Linked DNA regions of Anser cygnoides: region 2 is linked to region 1. A link is a contact called in public Hi-C data. All regions are on one chromosome and are shown on one strand. Each heading gives the region's core, a stretch centred on a gene start, on an enhancer-like site or on the middle of the called end of the contact. The rest is flanking DNA. Distances are from core to core; before and after follow the strand shown. Region 1 holds the start of FOSL2 (FOS like 2, AP-1 transcription factor subunit). Region 2 holds the start of BABAM2 (BRISC and BRCA1 A complex member 2).

What was found. Hi-C and Micro-C count contacts between places; a contact is called where the count stands out from the background.
Region 2: a Hi-C map of liver shows a contact between it and region 1, with 7 times the contacts expected there. The contact joins the promoter of BABAM2 here to the promoter of FOSL2 in region 1. A contact is called at or near these places in 3 of 7 Hi-C or Micro-C datasets (granulosa cells and liver).

Annotation. Positions count from the first base shown.
Region 1 is chr3:30,729,303-30,733,892 of Taihu_goose_T2T_genome, reverse strand. FOSL2 (FOS like 2, AP-1 transcription factor subunit) reads left to right here and starts at 2,750. Exons shown (of 4, transcript XM_048079461.2): 1 at 2,750-3,719. The coding sequence starts at 3,621.
Region 2 is chr3:30,919,694-30,924,283 of Taihu_goose_T2T_genome, reverse strand. BABAM2 (BRISC and BRCA1 A complex member 2) reads left to right here and starts at 1,776. Exons shown (of 15, transcript XM_066993820.1): 1 at 1,776-1,883; 2 at 4,281-4,435. The coding sequence starts at 4,308. It overlaps RBKS (ribokinase), which reads right to left and starts at 1,773. Exons shown (of 8, transcript XM_048079470.2): 1 at 1,514-1,773. The coding sequence starts at 1,635.

The DNA of each region.
Region 1 (4,590 bases), core at 1,501-4,000:
TGGAGCTGGGCAGACAAGCACGGCTACTGAGATAAGGGGGGTGGCCTGGGCTCGGCCAGCGGGATCCCCGTTCCCGTCCTTCCCCTCCTGCACACGCTGGGGCTACGAGGGAGCACCCTCATCCCTAGGCTGGCGTCTCCCGAAGCTATTTTCTGCTTCCCCAGGCCAGCAAAATGCCTGGAGCCGTGTGTCGCGGCCGCTCTTACTAATCCCTCGGTCCCAATCCACTTCTTGCACCTGCTCCTCCGTGGGCTGGGAGGACCTTTGCTCTGGAGCACTCCGAGAGGGCTGAGGCTGCTTCTGCTTTGAAGCGGCGCTTGGCTTTGCCCGGGGTCACCTCGAGGAGTGCCCACGCTGCCTGAGGGACGGGGGGACGGGGTCCTTCCAGGCCACCCCAGGCCATAAAGGGCCACCAGGACACAGCAGGACCGCCGGCCGCGTGGCTGGGACATTGCTGCTCAGCGAGAGGTGCGTGCCCGGCTGCGTCCGGAGCCGCTTTGGAGCAGAAAGCCTCCGCTCTCGCTGGAGTACTTAATAAATAACTGTAATTAAGTGTGAGGTGGTAGCTGGAGAGCTCGTTCCCAGAAGTTAACATCAAAACACTTGCTCTTAGCACTTGGGCAGACGGCACGAAAGCAAACTTCTCGTGCGGACGAAAGCGCAGTTGTCAGGAAGCGCCGAAGAGCCCTGGAAACACGTACGCTGGCCCTCCAGGAGGAGGAAGGTCTTGGGAAGTATCACGGCCGCTTACGTAATTACAGCGCTTTTAACGAAGGCCAGGCTGGGGGGAGACGCGAGCTTCCCTTCCAGCCTCACGTCTGCTCCTGCCCCTCGGGCAGGCGGCGGGGGGTGGCCGACGGTGACCCCCTAACGCCGGGCTCGGGGGCGCCCTTATCCCCTGCTCCTGGAAAAACACCGCGGAGAGCGTTCCCAGGTCCGGGTTTCAGCCTCCTAATTGCTGCTGAAATCCAAGGAGCCAAAGCCTCGTTTGCCTCGCAACCATCCTCGCCTGCCCTGGCACCTGGGCTGGTCTCGATTCGTCTACGGCTCAGGCAAGAACGGACGGGGCCGGCGTGCGTGTTGCCTCTTGCTCCGGGAGCAGGGCGCGCGTTGCGCAACGCGGCTGGGGCTGCGCGGGGTTGGACACGCGCGTGTCGGGGCGCCGGGAGCCCCGGGGCAGGCGTTACGGGGGAGAGGCGAGGGAGAGGGGGCTCCGCGGGCTGCGTGTTGCGGGGCACTCGGTCCTGTGCTCCTGGCCTGGAGGGCTCACCTTCCCAGCCCTCGTCCTTAAATGCCCCCAAATGCCCCTAAATGTCCCCAAATGTCCGAAATGCCCCAAGTGCCTCCAAATGTCCCAAATACCCCCAAATGTCCCAAATGCCCCCAAATGCACCCAAATGCCCTCAAATGGCCCCAAAGGGCCCTAAATGGCCCCAAATGGCCCTAGATGTCCCCAAATGTACCAAATGCCCCCAGATGTCCCCAAATGTCTCAGATGCCCCCAAATGGCCCCAAATGTCCCAAATGGCTCCAAATGCCCCCAAATCTCCCAAACACCCCAAGTGCCTCCAAATGTCCCAAATGCCCCTAAATGTCCCCAAAGTCTCCCAAAGTCCCCCAAACGCCCCCAAACGTCCCAAATGTCCCAAATACCCCCAAATGCCCCGAAATGTCCCCAAGTGGCCCCAAATGTCCTGAAATAGCCCCAAATGTCCCCAATTGTCCAAAATGCCCCCAAAGTGCCTCACATGTCCCCAAATATTCCAAATGCCCCACGAATGTCCCCAAATGTCCCAGATGCCCCCAAATGTCCCAAATGTCCCCAAGTGGCTCCAAATGTCCCAAATGTCCTGAAATACCCCCAAATGTCCCAAATGCCCCCAAATGGCCCCAAATGGCCCCCAATGCTCCCAAACGTCCCCAAATGTCCCCAAATGTCCCAAATGCCGCCAAATGGCCCCAAATGTCCCAAACACCCCAAGTGCCTCCAAACGTCCCCAATGCCCCAAACACCCCCAAATGCCCTCAAATGCCCCACATGTCCCAAACACCCCAAATGCCTCCAAATGCCCCCAATGTCCCCAAATGTCCCCAAATGTCCCCAGATGCCCCCACGCCTGGCAGTGCCAGGCGGCCGTGCCCCGCCCCCCTAGGCACGGCGTGGGAGCAGCAGGCTCCGCGTGGGGCGGGCCGTTTCGGCAGCACTCGGGTTTCGGGGTCCCAGGACCCCCCCGGGACAACCCCCGCCAGCCCCCGACCCCCGCCCCCCCCCTCCCGCTCCCGGCGGCGGCCCCCCCCCCCCCCCCCGCGGGCGCTGCCCCTTTAAATCCGGGCGGCGCGGAGCAGGGAATCCCTCTCGCAGCGCGTCACCCGCGGCACGGAACCCCGCGCTGGCGTAGCGCGACGCAAATGCCCATTTTTGGCAACGTGCGACAGCGGCGCGTACCAAGCGGCGCGGGCAGCGCGGGGGGGGGCGGGGGGCGCGAAACCCCTCCTCAAGCCGCCGCCGCCGCCACCCCGCGGCACCGCGGGGGGGGGGGGGCGGGAGCGGGTCGCCCGGGTGCGGGCGCCGCGGCGGGGCGCGGGGCCGGGGCGGGGCGCGGGGCTGGGGGCCGCCCCCCCCCCCCCCCGGGCAGCGGGGCGCGGTGGGAGGCTCCGCGCGGGCGGGGCGGGGCGGCAGCGCCGCGGGTTTGACGTGCGCGGTGCACATGGTGCGGCGGCGGCGGCGGCGGCGCGGCGGGGCCGGATAATAGGGGCCGGAGCGGGCAGCGGGGCCGTGCCGCCGCCCCGCAGCGCGGCGCAGAGCGGCGCAGCGCGGCCGGGCCGCGGTTATAAAGGGGCGGCCGGGGGCGGGCAGCTCGCTCCGCCCGCTCCGCCCGGGGCCGCGCCGCGCCGCCGGAGGGGCGGCAGTGGCCGGGCGGCGCGCAGGGAGCGGGACATAGGGGGCACGGCTCGGCTCGGCTCGGCTCGGCTCGGCACGGACAGCACCGCTCCGGCAGCACCGGCACGGCCCAGCCCGGCGGCGCGCCCCGCTCGGCGCTCCCCTGCCGCCGCAGCCTCCCCGCGCCGCTCCGGGGAGTCGCTCCGCCGATCGCTTGATTTTGGGGCTTTGCCTGTTTTCTCCTTCTTTCCCTCGTTTATTCCCCCTTTTTCTTTTCATTTTTTATCTTCTTTCGTTTTTCTATTTTTTCTCTCCCTTTTACCTTTTTTTTTTCCTTTTTTCCTCTTTCCTTTTTTTTCCCTTTTATCTCTTTTTTCTCTTATTTTTTATTCTTTTTATTTCTCTTTTCCTTTTTTATTTTCCTCCTTCTTTCTCTTTTTTTTCCTTTTCCTTCCCCCCTTTCCTTCTTCTCTCTTTTCCGCCTTTTTTCCCCCTTTTCCCCCTTTTTCCTTTTTTTTTTCCCTTCCCCCCTTTTTCCCCTTTTTTTTCCTCTCCCGCCCCAAGAAAGCCTTTTCCAGCCCCGTTCCCCGTAAGGGGCACACACACACACACACACTCGCACCCAGCCACACCAAACCCCTCGGCGGCCGCGGCCAGGGGGCGGGGAGACGGCGGAGGGAGCGGCGGCTGGCGGTGCGGGAAGGCGGGGACGCGGCTCCCCCCGGCCCGACCTCGGACCATGTACCAGGACTACCCCGGCAACTTCGACACCTCCTCCAGAGGCAGCAGCGGCTCCCCGGGACACCCCGAGACCTACTCCGGCGGCGCAGCCCAGCAGGTAGGGCCGGGGCTGGGGGTCGGGGGGGGGTCCCCGACGGGAGGCGCGGGGCCGGCTCTCGCCCTCGCCGCCCCAAATTTCGGCCGGGAGCTGCGCTGTGCCCCAGCCGGAGCGGGGCTGCCAGGCGCGGCTCCGCTCTGCTTTGCCTCCCCCCCCCCTCTCCTTTCCCACCCGCTTTTTCGGGTGTTGCGCCGAAAACGCCCCAAAAGCGGCTCGCGCGCCTCAAGCCGGCACCTCCGTGGCAGGCGTTACACAAGCGGGCCGGTTATACAAACGCAGCCCATTTCATAACTTGTTTACACCAGCCGCCCTATCCCCACTCCGGGGCTTTTTTCGGGGAGTTGCGCTCCCCCCGCCCCGTTTCTCCCGATGGTGTTAGGCGGTGTGCGAGCAGCGCTGCCAGTCCCCGTCTCCGCATCCGCAAGTCATAGGATCGTTTAAAAAAAAAAAAAAAAAGGAGGAAAAAAAAAAAAAAAAAAGTCCGGTACTAAAGTTTGCCAACCGTACCAGCCCGTGACATTCCTCGCGTGAAAGAAGTTTTACCAGAAATGACTCGCCGCGGTTCCCAGCCGCCTCCCAGCGCATCTCGTGGGTGCCCTCTGCGGGCTGCGCCGAGGATGGAGGCTTCCAGGGAGAGCAGCTGGCGGCAGGAGCCCTCAGCGCTTCCCTGCCGGCTCCGGGACGAGCTGGGCGAGCGGGGGGAAGCCGAAAAAGCTGGAAGCCCTTGGCTCGCCCTCCCCTCCGCCCGCTCAGCCCGGGCACCGGAGGCCGGCACCCTCTCCAGGAGGCTGGGAGAGGCTGTGGGCAGCCAGCCCCGAGCTGGCCGAAGGGGCTGATGGCTGTTTGCTGGGTTTTTTAACTTATTTTTTTT
Region 2 (4,590 bases), core at 527-3,026, 190 kb before region 1:
GTTACAGCATCTATGGCTACAACCCACGGTTTAATCTCTAGTTACAGTAGGGCCAGCTAATGAGCCTTCAGATAAGTGCCTGCATTTCCATCACAGCAAACCTGAAGCTAAAAAAAAAACATGGGAGCTTTCTATTTGTTGGCGTTGTTTGTTTTGTTTTGTTTAACTGTTAAGAAAAAACCCAGGCCCATGGTTGTCAGTAGTGCTTAAAGCGGTAGGCAATTTTTGAAGTTTTTTTTTCTTTCCACATTTTAGAGAGATAGGAAAAGGAATTTCTTGAGATTAAAGCATCATGCCTTGTTTTTCAACGTAACGTCACAAGTATCTGATCGCTCACACACACTTAACGTCAAGATCGGTTCTCCAATATCTTACTCTGACTTACAACACAACTATTCCACTTGGAAAACTGCCAGTGCGTGCTGCAGATTACATAAAGCATTAAATCTTTCTGACAAAGGTTCTACGATTTTTAAAGTGTTTTTACAGTGCACGTCTATGACTACATTGCACTTACTCCCCAGCATAACCTTCTAATCACGCCTTCTACACTTTCTTGACCCACAGGCTTTGATTGTCTGCTGATTCACATTGAGGAATTGCATTTTTTTTTTTTTACTGCAGAATTCCCAGCAGAGCAAGCTGATGCAGTCCAGACACATATACTTTTAAATCCTATGTTAACCAAGTCTGCGTACATAGTTTAAAACCAGATGTGTTTAATATAGTGCAAATAAAGGACTGGTTTGCAAGTTTACAGGGGCTGACAAGGTCGGGCCGTTTAGGTTAGCATTTGCGCTGTTGCCAACTCTTGCAGTTTTGTTTGAATTCTTTCGATATTTAGTATTCATTATAAAACCCAGGCTGCTCGGACCAAAACTTTGTTTTATTTTTTAAAAAGTTTCTAAACCCTACGTACGCACCAAAAAATGACAATGAGGCCCAAGTACCTCCTCCTGAAAGCAAAATGCCCAGAAGATGAATCAAGTGGAACGAAGACGTTCCTTAAAATAAATAAATAAATAAATAAATCAGTTTAAAAAGCAGAGGTGCTTGGTTTCCTGAGGGCTTATTTCCGTTTCTTGATCTGAATGGCTGCAAACAGCTCGGCAGGCTTTCTCTTTCTCTCTCTCTCACTGTCCCATGAAATGAAGTCTGTAAATAATCAACTTCTAACCTACTTTTTTTTTTTTTTTTCTTCACGGGCTGGAGTTTCTTTCCGACATTAAGCCTTCTTCCTCGCTTTTCTGGCGGACCCAAGTGCTTTGAACCGAGGTGCCCCAGCCGACCACCTCCGGTTACCTTCGCAAACCCTTTCAGACTCGCGTGCAGACGGGGAGCGGCAGAGCCGGAGGTCTCCCAGGCAGATCGCTGCGGGACGCGGCCTGCCGCCTGCCTGCCTCCTGCCCGCCTCCTGCCCGCCTCGGAGCCCCCCGGCCCCGCAGTAACGAGGCCGGGACCCCCCCCCCCCCGGCTCCCCCGGCGAAGCGGCGAGCAGGCGGCGGGTACTGACCTGACGAGGTCTGTGACGCAGGATCCCACCACCACCACCGCGGCCGCCATGGGGCCGGGCCTGCCCCTTGCCCCCTGCGCCCAAGGCCGCAGCAGGCCGCGCCGCGCTTCCCCCGTCACCATGGCAACGCCCGGCCCCGCACGCCGGGGGCCTTCCGCCGGCAGGGCTGCCCCGCGCGAACGCCTGCTCGCGGCGGGAAAACCCCACCCCGGCAGCGCGGCGGCCGCTCGCCGGCGAGGCCCCCTCCGGCCCGGTTGGGGGGGGGGGGGGGTGGGGAGGCGCGGTGGTGGCGGCGGCGGCGCGCACGCCGGGCGGCGGGGCGGGCGCGGGGGCGCGCACGCCGGGCGCGGCCGTTGCTAAGGGGCCGTAGGTAATGGCGGGGCCGGGGCGGGGGGGGACGGGCGGCCCGCAGCGCCTCCAGCGGCCCCGGGGGAGCGGGGGGAGCCGGCCCCGGGCCCGCGTCGTGCCCCTCCGGGGGGTAAAAGCCCCCAGGGGGTGGAGGGGAGGCTCCCTGCGGGCTGAACGGGGGCGCCCCGGGCCCGCCGTGGCTGGAGGCCGGGCAGGCCGCAGGGCTTCACCCCGAGCGGGACGGGGCTGCGGGGCTGCGGCTGGCCCCGGTGCGGTTCCCGGTGCCGGGCTCCGGGAGGGAAGCAGCCTGGCGAGCTTTAATGTCCTGTGTCTTTCTAGGTTCGTTTGGTTTGTGCGCTCTTCCCAGTAGCGCTGGGGGGAAAAATGCTGTGCGTGGGGGCTGAGCTTTACAGGAGTTATGCTGCTTTGTTATGGTTTGTAAAGCCCGCTGTTTACAAAATAAACGCGTGAGTTGAACGCAGAGCGAGCCTGTCAGTACTGTGTGTTAACTGGCTCGTTACATGGGAGATATTACAGATCTGGAAAAACGGCGTAATAAAACCAGGAGCCATGCCTGGGAGTCACTGACATCTTGTTTTGATGATATCTGCAGATTTTATTAATGGGAAGATAAAGAATCTCATCCCGTAATTCATTTTGGAAGGTGCCTATTCATCTTCTGTCCCCACATGTTTCTCTTTGTGTTGTGGCCTTACCCTCATAACATTCACAGTTCCCTCAAAACGTGTCACATAAGCAGAACCACCTGTGAGACCTTTGCGCATAAAACGCTAGAAGGATAACTTAAATTTCAGCATGCTTCTCATGGCTTCCAAAACCTTCAGCAGTCCAGCTGTCCCCTCTGCCTGATGTTACTCTCCCTGCAGTAGAGCTGGTGGAATGAAATGTGCCCAGTTTTAGCCAGCCTTGCACAAAATCAGGCGTTTTAGTTTAAGCTCATTACCCATTCAAGCTAAGCTGTTGGACTTTGCGTTGAAACGGGTCAAGTCCGGGCTTGTGTTCTCAGCTTCTCTAGGTAAGGATAAAGGTGAGTAGGCAGTCGTTTAGGGCAGAGGAGTAACAGATGTGAAGTAGCGTCTTGAATTGCCATAGGTGTTTGCCAAGCAAACTTCAGTTGTTGCCCATTGTCAGGGTAAATCATGTATGTGAAGAGAGCTAGTTTTACATTAGTGTATGGATGTTCACTCTTCAGCTTCTTTAGCTGCCATAAAATGTAAAAAACAGTGTATTAAAGGTAATTGCTATTTTTAGGAAATTCTTGTTATTTTTGTTCTGAAATAGCGTGGCCTTTGCTTTATTCAGAATAGCTAGGATAAATCCTCTTTGTTGAGCGTTCATTCATACTACTTCAGTGTGAATGGCTTTCATAAGAACAAAAGGTGTAACTCAAATGTTTAATGTTCCTACCAGTTACAGGGAACGATCAGTTTGCAAAATATCCACTAGTTACCAACTAATGCTTGTAAACGGAAAGTTAGAAACAACAGAGAAGTACTGTGAATGCAGCACTCCATATGCAGTGTTACTTGTGGATGTAGATGAGTAATTAAGAGGTTGTCAAGTCATAGAATAGAATCAGGATAGTCTGGGGTGGAAGGGGCCTTAAAGGTCATCTAGTTCCAACCCCCTGCTATGGGCACGGGTGCCACCCACTAGTGGGTCATGTCTCTAATTTTGTAAGGAAGTAAATACAGTCTGGAGGGCTGTTTTTCAATTGAATGGGTTTAAAAAAAAATCCACTAATGGTCAGAGTCTAAGTATTGGGTCTTCTGCCCAACTTTTCACTGTCATTATGACATTACACTCATTTTTTCTGTGGTTGCATTTTTGTGAAACTGCGAAGTTCAGTTAATTTTCAGATGGAACTGAGTGCCCAAGAACACGATCAAATGTATTACATTTGTGTTTTGATAGGTTGCTTACCCTTTTCTTCTTCCACTTCACCTGCCACAGTCTGTTGTAGTCCACAGTGTCTAGCCTTTCTGCATGGGACTGGGTTAAATTACCAGCGTGCTCAGTGTCTGCATTTCATCTAAAAAGCAGCAGGTTCTTAGTGTGGTTAGTGGCCCAACTGATTTAGCATAAGGCCATGCAATTGCAAGCACCTCTGAAAAAGCTGTGCTTAAAATTTGTATGTATGAGGCTCTTGATGAGTTTTGTGCCTGAGGATGCCTTTCAGAGCGTGGTGATATCACTGAAAGAAAGGCAGTGCTAGCCTTTGAAGGAAACCTCAAATACTGTAAGTAGCAACCTAGCGGAGTACTGTAAAAGTAACGCTGATTATGGTTATACCCATTGTAGTTGTATTAGATGTTACAAATGAGAATATGGAGACACAACGAAGCCCTTGGTTCCATTGCAATCAGTAATTTTTTTCTCCCTTATTACTCCTATACAGCTCAAGAGGAAAGAGGAACGCCCTAAAATGTCACCTGAAGTTGCCTTGAACAGAATTTCTCCTGCTCTTTCACCCTTCATTTCCAGTGTGGTCAGAAATGGAAAAGTAGGCTTGGATGCTACTAATTGTTTACGTATTACAGACTTGAAATCTGGGTAAGTGTTTGAGTTTCCTATCTAAAAAGAACATCCAACCCCTAATAACAGTTCAGATGTCTTTTCAGGACTCATTTTTATTAGGTCAACAAGTATTTAAGCATTTCCAGTATATCTGGAAGTGACATACTATCTGGATTGGTTTTTTTTTCTCA